Regions from separate parts of the Macaca mulatta genome. Here region 2 is linked to region 1. Evidence: chromatin contacts called from public Hi-C data. All regions are on one chromosome and are shown on one strand. The core of a region is the stretch at or near the end of the contact, and the rest is flanking DNA. Distances in the headings are between cores, read along the strand shown.

Region 1 (5,454 bases), core at 2,057-4,556:
ATTTCATTTAATCCTTACAGTAGGTGCCATTATTTCCATTTTTACAGATCAGAAAACAGAACTCAAAGATGTTAAATACTTGTTCAAATACTTCTCCAAGTAATAAGTTGTGAAGCCAGGATCCGAACCCAGGTTTCTGACTGCAAAACCCAAGCTCTCTCCACTACGCCAGCCAGCTGGAGATGTGTCAGGGGCAGTTTTCACTCCAGGCAGAGAAATAGTATAAGCAAAGATGGAGAAGCAGTAAATTGTGGAGGAGCATTCAGGGAAGTGAGCAGGCAGGCTGGTTGAAGCACAGGGTACCTGCAAGGGAGCAGTGGTGGGGAAGTCAGGGTTAGGATGGAAAGGCAGAGGAAAGCTAGAGAGGGGTATGAGGAATTTTACTTATTGGAGGACAAAAGGAGGCCAAGGGAGTCTTTGAGCAGAGAAGAGACATAACCAGAACTGGATTTTAGAAAAATAACTCCGGCAGTTACCTTGGAGATTAGTTAGAAGGATACTGTATTAGTACAAAATAAAGGTAACCAAGCCAGAGTTAGAATGGCATTGAGGAAGATGTCACTCAGAAGAAGTTTGGGGAGGTAGAATTGACAGGACCTGATATCTACTAAGGTAGTCAGGTTAGGGTCCCATAGCTTCCTATCATCAGCAGCCACTTTAGTGGCTGGGGCAGCTTGAGTTTAGGTGAGGAACTGGGAAGAGGGGAAAGGATCAGGTTGGGCAGAGAATGTGAGAATGAGGCTATGGTTAGGGGATGTGGTTAGGCTGTGGGAAAAAGCCGATGAGTATATGATTAGTAGCCACTAGGGGCAGATGGGGTTGGGTTAGTGACTGCATCGGGCTGGGAATAGGGAAGACAGGATGTAGAAAAAGGATGGGAAGACAGGGTGTAGAAAAAGGATGCTGGTGATGACGGTGTTGGGAAAAATACCTATACATAAGATACATATATGACCAGTCATTGGATCAGGTTGGGGGAAGGGGAATGATTACATAGATGGTGGCTAAGTCAGGGAATGATGGGGTGAGGTCAGAGGCCAGGTCAGGCTATAGGAGGTTGAGAAGAGATAGGCCTGTGGTCAGTGGCTAAATTAGACTGGGGTGGGGGTGGGAAAGTGAAGGGACATTGTCAATGTCTAAGTAAACTGGAGCTGGGATGGGGGATGGGGGATAGGGTATAGCCAGTGGCTGGGTCAGGCTGAGTAGAGGACAGTGCTGTGGTCAGTGGCAGGGTCAGGCTGGGAGTGAAATGGGGGTGTGGTCAGTGGCCTGGCTGGGCGTGGGATCAGCAAGACCCAGTTTCCTCTTTGGGTCTCGTTTCCTCTTTTCTGTTGGGGAGTGGGGGAAGGGGATCTACAAATGGTCCAAGAAATTAAAAGAGGCTTAGATCTAGGGGGTGGCACACAGCAGGGGCTGGGAGTAGGGTATTCAGCTGATGACCAGGTGGAATGTAGGTACATGACTGGGTGAAAATGGTAGGAGAGTAATTTAAAATGATGGGAAAGCTCAGGTTATGATGAGGCTAAATTCAGGTAGGATGTGCGGATTAAGGGTTGGTGAGGGAGGTAGAACTGAGGATGGGAACGGATGATAAGATGAGCATGGGACAGTTAAAGGCAAGGGAAGTATTTTGTAAGGGGATAGTCAGGATGGATGTGAAATGCAGAGTCAGGGATGAGAGTTGGAGAGGAGGCCTTAATACCTAGAGAACAAGTGAAGTGGGAGACAGCAAAGCTAAACTTTCAGGGGATTCAGTTATTTCCTTCTCCCGTGGCAACAGTGATTCCTTGGTCAGCTTCCCCCATAGTCAACAGCTCCTTCTTCCCTAGGCAGTCTCCAACTTGTGACTAGGCCTTGTACATCCTGGGTCCCTATTTCCCACCTATGTTGTATGTAAACAACATAGTCCAGAATCTCTGTCCCCTAACTGTGGTGGCCACAGCAAGGGCCTTAGGCTTAGAGAATGGAATAAAGATGCTGGAATCCCAGATGCCTGCAATAAGCCAGAACACTAGCCTGAAATTAGTTTGTTATCTCTCTGGGTGAAAAGAAGCCCCTGTAACTACACAGGAATAAAGGACTTCCCTACAAAAGAAGGGCATTTACCTACTGCCAACCTCTTAAATTTCATCTGCTCAAGGCCAACTATGCTAGCCTCAATTACAACCCCTAAAGTTGCCCCAAATTCCTAACATTAACCCCACCTCTAATTTGTTTCCTGATTCCCACTACCGGCTTGGACATTCATCCCTTTCCCAGCAGAGACTCATATCCAATCCCTGATCCCTGATACTGATCTAAGTTTTACCTTTAGCACCAAATCGCCTGATGTTAACCCTAAATGTTGACCCCTAAGCCTAAAGTTCATTTGTAACTTGATTCCTAACTCACGCTTTCACTGTTTATCCTTAATACCGACCATGTCAACATTCTTTAATCCCTCAAACAGGCTCTAACCTGATTCCTGTTGTTGACCCTTAACCCGACCCTGAACTCAAATTATGACGTATGATGGCCATCCCAGCAAACAAAATAATGACCTTAATCTAAACCTTACCTACCTAAAACGGACCTGACTCACACTACTAACTCTTAAGTTTTAACCCCAGCTTTTAACTCCTATAGCGACCCTTGATTCCTAAACGGACCCCACCTAATCCCCAACTCACCCAAAGCTTTCCTACCCACATGGCCGCTATCAGCTAACACCAAAGCCCGTCCCCGTCCTGCGCCCCGCTGCTACCCGACTCCTCACGCTCCCCAAAGCCTATCCCAGGCAGAGGACTGCCCCCAGGAGAGGCCTGTCTCCCCTAAGACGGCCTACTTCACGATGAGCCCAAGTTGAGATGCGCTGGACGCTGACCTCTCCAACTAACAGGACCCGAACCGGACACGCAGGAGAGGCAGGGCCCCGCCCGCCCCCGGGGCCAGGCTCCGCGGCCCCACCCTAAGGCCCCCGCCCGGCCCGGTCTGGCCTACCTGCGCTGCCCGGCTCTGCGCCCCGCCTGCCGGCCCGCCGGCCCGCTGCCCTGCCGCTTCTCGGGTCGCCCTCGGGCTCCGGCCTCGCCCTCCCTTCGACACTCTCTCGGCCACTTCCGTCCTGGGAACGTCCCCCACCCGCGGGCGGCGCCCTGGGGCAGCGCTCTATGGTCGCGGGGGGCAGGCAGGAAGCTGCTCTGGCCGCGTTCTCGATGCTCGGGGGCCGCCAAAGGCCGGCAGCCCCTCCCTGGCAGGAAGCGAGGGTGCGGCGCAATCCGGAGAGAACGCCAAGACGACGCCCGAGTTCCCTTTCAGGCCAGAACTCTTCCTTTTTCTAGCTTGGGGGAGAAGGCGGAGCCGGAGCCCCGGAACCCCCGCCCTCGGGGTGCGAGGCGGCAGCAGGGCCGTCCCCTACATTTGCATAGCCCCTGGGACGTGGCGCGGCACCCAGGCCTCTTCTCAGTTGGAGGGAACTCCAAGTCCCACAGTGCCACGGGGTGGGGTGCGTCACTTTCGCTGCGTTGGAGGCTGAGGAGAATTGAGCCTGGGAGGCGGGTCCGGAGAGGGCTACGGAAAGCCCCCGGCCGGGAAGCCCGGCCGTAGAGGGACAGTGGATAGGTGCCCGAGGCCTACAGCTGGCCTGGGGCTCGTGTCTGGGCTTCGGACGTTGGGGCCCGGTAGCCCACCCTTTCCGTAGTTGTCCCAAATGGAGCTGGAATTGGACGCTGGTGACCAAGACCTACTGGGCTTCCTGCTAGAGGAAAGTGGAGATTTGAGGACGGCGCCCGATGAGTCCGTGAGGGCCCCACTGGACTGGGAGCTGCCGCTTTCTGAGGTGCGTTGGGGTTCTGACTGGGGAAAGCGTGGGATGTCCATGAGGTCAGGGGATGGTGATAGGTCAAGGCCTGTTCACTGGAACCCTGCGCAGGTACCGAGCGACTGGGAGGTAGATGATTTGCTGAGCTCCCTGCTGAGTCCCCCAGCGTCGTCGTTGAACGTTCTCAGCAACTCCAACCCCTGCCTTGTCCACCATGACCACACCTACTCCCTCCCACGAGAACCTGTCTCTATGGATCTAGGTGAGTCTGAAATAAGTTTGGGGGGAGGACAGGGTTCATGGGCCTGGCTATTCATACGTTCCCTTTTGCAGAGAGTGAGAGCTGTAGAAAAGAGGGGACCCAGATGACTCCACAGCATATGGAGGAGCTGGCAGAGCAGGTACTTGACTTGATTTTCAGGATGATTACTCTCACATTCCTCAGGTGGGGGCAGGATTCCCCATTCCTCTGTGACATCCCCATGCAACTGCCGCCCACTTTCTGGTTACCCTAGGATATTGTTAGGCTGGTACTGACAGATGAGGAGAAGAGTCTATTGGAGAAGGAGGGGCTTATTCTGCCTGAGACACTTCCTCTCACTAAGGTAAGACTCTCGTTAGTTGAGCAAAGGCTGAAAAGGGATTAAAAGTCTCAAGTAGGCCAATTCTGTTAACTTTATATCAATAACTTTAAAAAAGGATTGAGGTGAGAAACTTAGCAGATTTATTGCTAATAGGAAGTTGAGGCAGGTACCCAATATGCTAGATGCAAGGCAGATCCTCATTTTCGTTGGGCTTACACAAATTTTGGTGTTCTGTTAAAAAACAAACAAAAAAAACCCTCAAAATTATCAGTGCAACATTAGTATTGGGCCTTGGAAAGGACTGTGTAAGTGAAGGGCCTTGACACTTCATTGGCTTCATAGTAATCCACCTCTTGCTGAATGGTAGAACTGTTTAGAGAGTTCAACACGATTGGACTAAGCAGTACATGAATAAATGCAAAATCCTTAGTTTCCAGTTTTAAGCAATCAGTGGCAACTTCACAAGCAGAGTACTGGGATACTATGATGAAATCAGTGCTCATTAATAGAAAAGTTCCAGGAATTTTTTTTTTTTTTTGACAAGGTCTTGTTCTGTTGCACAGGCTGGAGTGCAGTGATGTGATCATGGCACACTGCAGCCTTGAATTTCTGGGCTTAGGTGATTCTCCCACCTCAGCCTCCTGAGTAGCTGAGACTACAGGTGCACACCACCCTGCCTGGCAAATTTTTTTTTTGGTGTTTTTAGTAGAGATGGGGTTTTGCCTTGTTGCCAGGCTGGTCTTGAACGCCTGTGCTCAAGTGATCTACCCACCTTGGCCTCCAAAAGTAAAGAATTTTAATTCCTTCAAAGTACAAGATGAGTCAGCAGTGCGATGTGGCTACTAGGAAAGTTAATGGGATTTGGAAACTGTAGCAAGAGTTATTGTCTCCACAAGTCACTATCTTGCTTTCCTTTATACTGGCTAGAGCACATCTTTGACAGATACTAAGAAGATGCAGTCTATCCTAAGAAGATGAGTTAAAATTTTTGTCTAAGCTGTTTTTTTCTTGAACTTTTTTTCTCTGAGGAAATGTCAAATGCCTGAAAATAGCTAAACAGGGTTCATTCTATTT
Region 2 (5,454 bases), core at 952-3,451, 69 kb before region 1:
CGGGCAGCCCCTGGAATAACATCTCCCACACCTTACTCCCCAAATAACTTTGACTTTGGGTGGCATGGTTGTGAAAGAGGCTATTCTGGAGGGGACCAGGGTCAGGGTCTGACTTCTTGAAGAAAAGGCAGAGCAGTAGGGATACTGTATACATGTCAGTGGAAGATAGGGTCATACCAGACATTGTTGGAGGTCAGAGTCAGAAAGGGACACAGGAAAGGAAGCCTCCAGCCTGCATTGCAGAGGAGCAAGAACCTACGTGTGAGCTGTTGATGGTCAGGGCTGTTGGGACCTGTGTTTTCAGCCAAAGCAACGACGAGATTCTCATACCTGGAATTCAACAGTGGGAAGTCTGAGGGGAAGCACAGCCAGGCAAAACTCCCCCTGCCTGATGTGCAGATCACCCTCTACCCATACTTCAATTGCAAGGCCAGGAAAGATCTGCTTCTGGCTACTGTATCCCCTTCTTTCATGTAGGACTCAGAACCAGGGCTCACACCACACAGCCCTCTTCCATCCCGCACTGAAGAGTCAGTGGCAGACTAGCCATAGTTCAGGAGGCCAGACTGGAAGATGAAAGTTTATCAACCCAAGGAGGATGCTACAGACAGCCTGACTATAGCCCTTAACTCAGGCTTAACCCAGAGACAGAAATTCTAAGCCAGGCCAGCCCCTCATCTGAAACTTTTCCAGAAACCGTGCCTCAGGCCCTGGTAGAGGCCCCCTCACTTCAATGTAAAGTCCCACAGTTCCAGCTGAGGGCCTCAGGCTGCAGACCCTCAGTACTCCAATGGGTTCACATTTACTCTTGCAAAAGGTTTTTAGAAGCAATTTGGCTCAGGGTTGAGGCAGGGCTTTGGGATCGACCCCAAGACATCCCACAAAGCTGAGGGCCGCAGTCATACAATCTCAAAGAGAGAGGCGGCTGGAATCAAGGGAAGTTCACTCACTGCTGGAGCCGCTGCAGAGGCAGAGGGAGTAGGTCCTGGAGCTGAAGGCCCCCAAACTCAGGGCGGCTTTCCTGAAGCCGCACAAACCTCCGGAAACCTTTATTTTTCTTTAGCTGCTCCTGGAGTGAGGGAGAAAGGATTGGAAGCAGGGAGACAAGCCACTCCTTATATTGCATTCATCTGTATCCACATTCCCAGCCTTCAGTAAGCTGTGCGCTCCTAAGAGAAACCCTGTCTCCCTACAGAGAACTTACCACAGAGCTGAGCACCCAGAGGGCTCTATAAATGCAGGAAATGTATAAAGTTTGGGTCTCCAGATGAAGGGGAAAGGTAAGGGGCAAGATTTGAGGTCATCTCCAGGTTACCTGCAGGGTGGTCTGGGATCTCTCTGAGTTGGCAGCAAATTGGTTATAGAGCTCCAAGTGGCGGCAGAAGCCCTCCAGCCCTTGGCCCCAGCATCCTCCTTCCAGGTAGGGAAGCAGCTCCCTGTGTGGGCGAGGACAGCAAAAGGGCAGCTCTAGAGCCACTCAAGCACCACCTCATTTAGTTCTCATGAGAATTAATAGCACTAATAGTAGTGCTATTACCCCATTGTACAGATGGAGAACAAGGGCATGCTAAAGGCACTGGGCCAAGGCCACAGGTGAGGTAACTGGCGGACTCCAAATAGAACCTGATACAACCTGAGTCTCTGACTCCAAGCTCTGTGCACGGCCACAGGCCAGGACTCTCCCTCCTTTCCTCTCTCTGTGCCCCTTCCACTTACTGGCTGGCGCCGTAGATGAGCTCCCAGGAGCCAAACAGGGCCTGGCGCTCAGGTGGTCGCAGGGTCCCCTTGGCTTTCAGGATCCCCAAAAAGTACTGCGGAAGGAGAGAATATTGGTTCCTAGCCTGGAGGAAGAGGAGGCTAACGCCAGGCTCCCCCAGAAACCGCAGAAGTCTGCCCAGGCTCCCTGCATGCAGAGGGATAGTCCAAGACCACCCTATTCCGGGTTACCGACCTCGCAGAGACCCTCCCACACCCTGGGGTCCCTGTTCCATAATGGGAGTGTGTGCCAGGTCCCGCACCGTGGCCACCAGCCCCAGCTGTTCTTGGTAGCGCCGCTCAGTCTCTAGCAGCTCCCGGGCGGTGCAAGCGCGTTTCCGCTCCCAGCGGGCACGCTGCTCTTGCACCGGGGACCGCACACCCGGGTAGTGGATCTCCATGCCTGGCTAGGGGATAGACACTTCCGGCTGCAACCCGCGACAGATTCAAATCCTAACCGCTCTAGGGCGGGAGCCGCGGAGGCGGGGCCGGGGAGGGCAGCGCGCAGGAAGGAGCATGCGCGGCGGCCGGCCGGACCGCGCAGGGTCTCTTTCGTCCTGCCCCACCGCCAGGGAGGCGCCTTAAGTGCGCGGCGCCGGCAGGGGCAGGGCGGGGTGGGGCAGGTGTGGGGCCCTCCTCTGAGTGGCACTATGTTGGAGCAGCAGCCTGAACTTTCAGTCAGGAGACGGGCTGCAGATGCTGGCAGGAACTTAGCGTCCTATCTGGAGAATTGGATGGGGGTGGGGCGCGATCATTACAGTACACATTCTGTCCCGAGCCCATGCCGAATGCCAGGGGGTCGGTTGTTCCCAGAATTGGCTAGGAAAAGGTATAGCCATTTGAAGGAATGATATGAAAGTATTAAATATTATAAATGGTGTTGTGAAGAAGCTATTAATATGGGAAAACACACATAGTAAGTATATTGCTGAGAGGAAAAAAGCAGGCTACGAAGGTGTATAATATAATCCCCTTTGTATAAAATACATACAAAAGGTTTGAAGGCGAAACAAGCAAAAGCTAACTGTGTGGCCGGCACGAGAGCTCACACCTGTAATTCCAGCACTGTGGGAGGCAGAGGCGGGAGCATCGCCTGAGCCCAGGAGTTCGAGACTGCATCTCTCCAAAAAAAAAAAAAAAAGAAAGAAAAAAAAAAAGTTAACTGTGGTTTTTATCTCTGGGTAATGGAATTGAAGATAATTTGTTTAACAAATGTGTATTAAGTACCTAATCTGTATCTGTGCCAGGCACTGGATCACTGAAGCTAAAGGGATGAACGGGACAGACAGGGCGATTTTTAAAATTCTCGTATACTTCTGCCTTTCCCAAGTTTTCTACATTAAGCATGCATTACTTTGTAGTTAGAAAAAAAAAATGTTATAAAAAAAACAAAATGTCGGCCGGGCGCGGTGGCTCAAGCCTGTAATCCCAGCACTTTGGGAGGCCGAGACGGGCGGATCACGAGGTCAGGAGATCGAGACCATCCTGGCTGACACGGTGAAACCCCGTCTCTTACTAAAAAATACAAAAAACTAGCCGGGCGAGGTGGCGGGCGCCTGTAGTCCCAGCTACTCAGGAGGCTGAGGCAGGAGAATGGCGTGAACCCGGGAGGCAGAGCTTGCAGTGAGCCGAGATCTGGCCACTGCACTCCAGCCTGGGCGGCAGAGCGAGACTCCGTCTCAAAAAAAAAAAAAAAAAAAAAAAAATGTCAGAAACTTTAGGCCCCCTCCCTACTGATTTGGACTCCTAGGAATCTGGACCCCAAGCCAAGAACCAGGGGATTGTCAAGGTTCTGAGGTCCCCACCACCTCCCCACCAGCTCTGACATTCTAAGAATTCTAAGAAAGAAATAATGCTGGGCTTAGACCAGGGAGGAATAACTTGAAGCGCTTGGTTGAAGGAAGGGGAGAGTTTGGATCAGACTGTACCTTGGGCTTATGTCCCAAGGAAACTGGTAGTGATACCAAATAGGTAGAGGACTGGTTATACTGTCTCAAGTGAATGTGGGACAGTCCACACACTAAGAGCTCGAACATAGAAGAGGACAGATAATCCCGTGGTAATTGGTGTCACTGTGAGCCCAGGTGATGAGAGTAGACCACAACACCTGGGGTGCAGTTGGTGATGGGTATGTTTGTGAATGCTGCCAGTGTGTGTTAGTGCTTTGGGTGGGTGGCAGGGGGTGGAGAATAGAGCCTCCTATAAGCATCGGTTGGGGAAGAGGGCAAAGCCGAGAGGACACACTGAAAACAGTTGGCGACAACTAATTCCCTGGGGACCAAGTCAATCACAGAGCAAGTCAGGCATACCACACTCTACCTGGAACAGCTGCTAAGCTCTGCTCCCACAGCCAAAGATAGGAGGGGCCAACAGGAGGAGGTTCAGAGGGTAGTCAATAACCCCTTTATTCTTTATCCTCAAATTTTGCATTCAACCTGATGGATGCTGGAGAAGCCCTAGGGATGCTTTGAACAACAGTCATCAGTCATTCAACAAAATTAGGCTGAGTGCGGTGGTTCACACCTGTAATCCCAGCACTTTGGGAGGCCGAGGTAGGCAGATCACCTGAGGTCGGTAGTTACAGTTACAATGGCTGTGTGCTTCTTTATGTGTTGTTGGAAACCAGCCTGACCAACATGGTGAAACCCTGTCTCTACTAAAAATACAAAATTAACCGGGCATGGTGGCACATGCCTGTAATCCCAGCTACTTGGGAGGCTGAGGCAGGAGAATCTCTTGAACCCGGGAGGCAGAGGTTTCAGTGAGCTGAGATTGTGCCATTGCACTCCAGCCTGAGCAACAAGAGCGAAACTCCGTCTCAGAAAAAAAAAAAAAATTAAATGCCAATCATGTGCCAGGTCCTGTGCTAGGCATGAAGATGAAATGGTGGACAAGAGAAATATGACTCCTGCCCATAGGCAGCTTACACTCCAGCATGGCAGATACAGTAAGGAGTCACCATAAAATGAGGAAACATTACAAGGGACATTTAGGCTTCTACACAATCATGCAGTGAAGGGACTGATCCTAGTGTAGGAGTCAGGGAAGGCTTCTCAAAGGAAGTAATATGTGAACTGATGACCTGAAGGATGAATAAAACCTGGCTAGGCAGAGCTGGGTGCTGGCAGCAGGGGAAGTGGAAAAAAGAGTCAAACAGCACGGACAAAGGCCTGGACACACACATACACAAGCATACGATGAATTTAAGGAACTGCTAGACGTTCTATAAGATGAGAGCATAGACTGCAAGGGAGACAGTGATGACAAAGGAGACTGGAGAGGTAGACAGAGGCCAAACTTAGAAGGAATTTATATCAGTAAAATTGTGATATAAGTAATAATAAATTTAAAGTGGCTAAACATTAAGATAATTTATTAATTCATGCAACTGAAAAGTCCAGAAGCAGGTGGGCCCTAGTGTTGGCCTAATCCAGCAGCTCAATCATGTTACCAAGGACCTCTTTCCACCACTCCACCGTGCCTTCCATGGTTTTACCTTCATCTTAAGGCTGGCTTCCATTGTGGATACAAGGTGGCTGCCCACAGTTACAATGACTGTGTGCTTCTTTATGTGTTGTCCACAGACTTGGTTCCCTTAGCCATCAAATACTTCAGACAGAGAGCTTTACTCCCCTAGGTCACAAGCCCACCATGGAAACCAGGGCAATAGTGGCACGCTGAAGGCCACGTCAGTTACTG

Evidence for each region. A called contact is a pair of places that touch in the nucleus more often than the background predicts.
Region 2: a Hi-C map of fetal cortex germinal zone shows a contact between it and region 1, with 2.1 times the contacts expected there. The contact joins the promoter of ARHGEF39 here to the promoter of CREB3 in region 1. A contact is called at or near these places in 3 of 14 Hi-C or Micro-C datasets (CD4 T cells, blood and fetal cortex germinal zone).

The regions. Positions count from the first base shown.
Region 1 is chr15:63,962,583-63,968,036 of T2T-MMU8v2.0, reverse strand. CREB3 (cAMP responsive element binding protein 3) reads left to right here and starts at 3,306. Exons shown (of 9, transcript NM_001265647.1): 1 at 3,306-3,814; 2 at 3,908-4,058; 3 at 4,130-4,197; 4 at 4,312-4,401. The coding sequence starts at 3,686. TLN1 (talin 1) reads right to left here and starts at 3,108. Exons shown (of 58, transcript XM_077965731.1): 1 at 2,980-3,108.
Region 2 is chr15:64,030,555-64,036,008 of T2T-MMU8v2.0, reverse strand. It overlaps ARHGEF39 (Rho guanine nucleotide exchange factor 39), which reads right to left and starts at 2,201. Exons shown (of 9, transcript NM_001204918.2): 1 at 2,019-2,201; 2 at 1,717-1,811; 3 at 1,316-1,436; 4 at 951-1,069; 5 at 260-330; 6 at 1-10. The coding sequence starts at 2,156.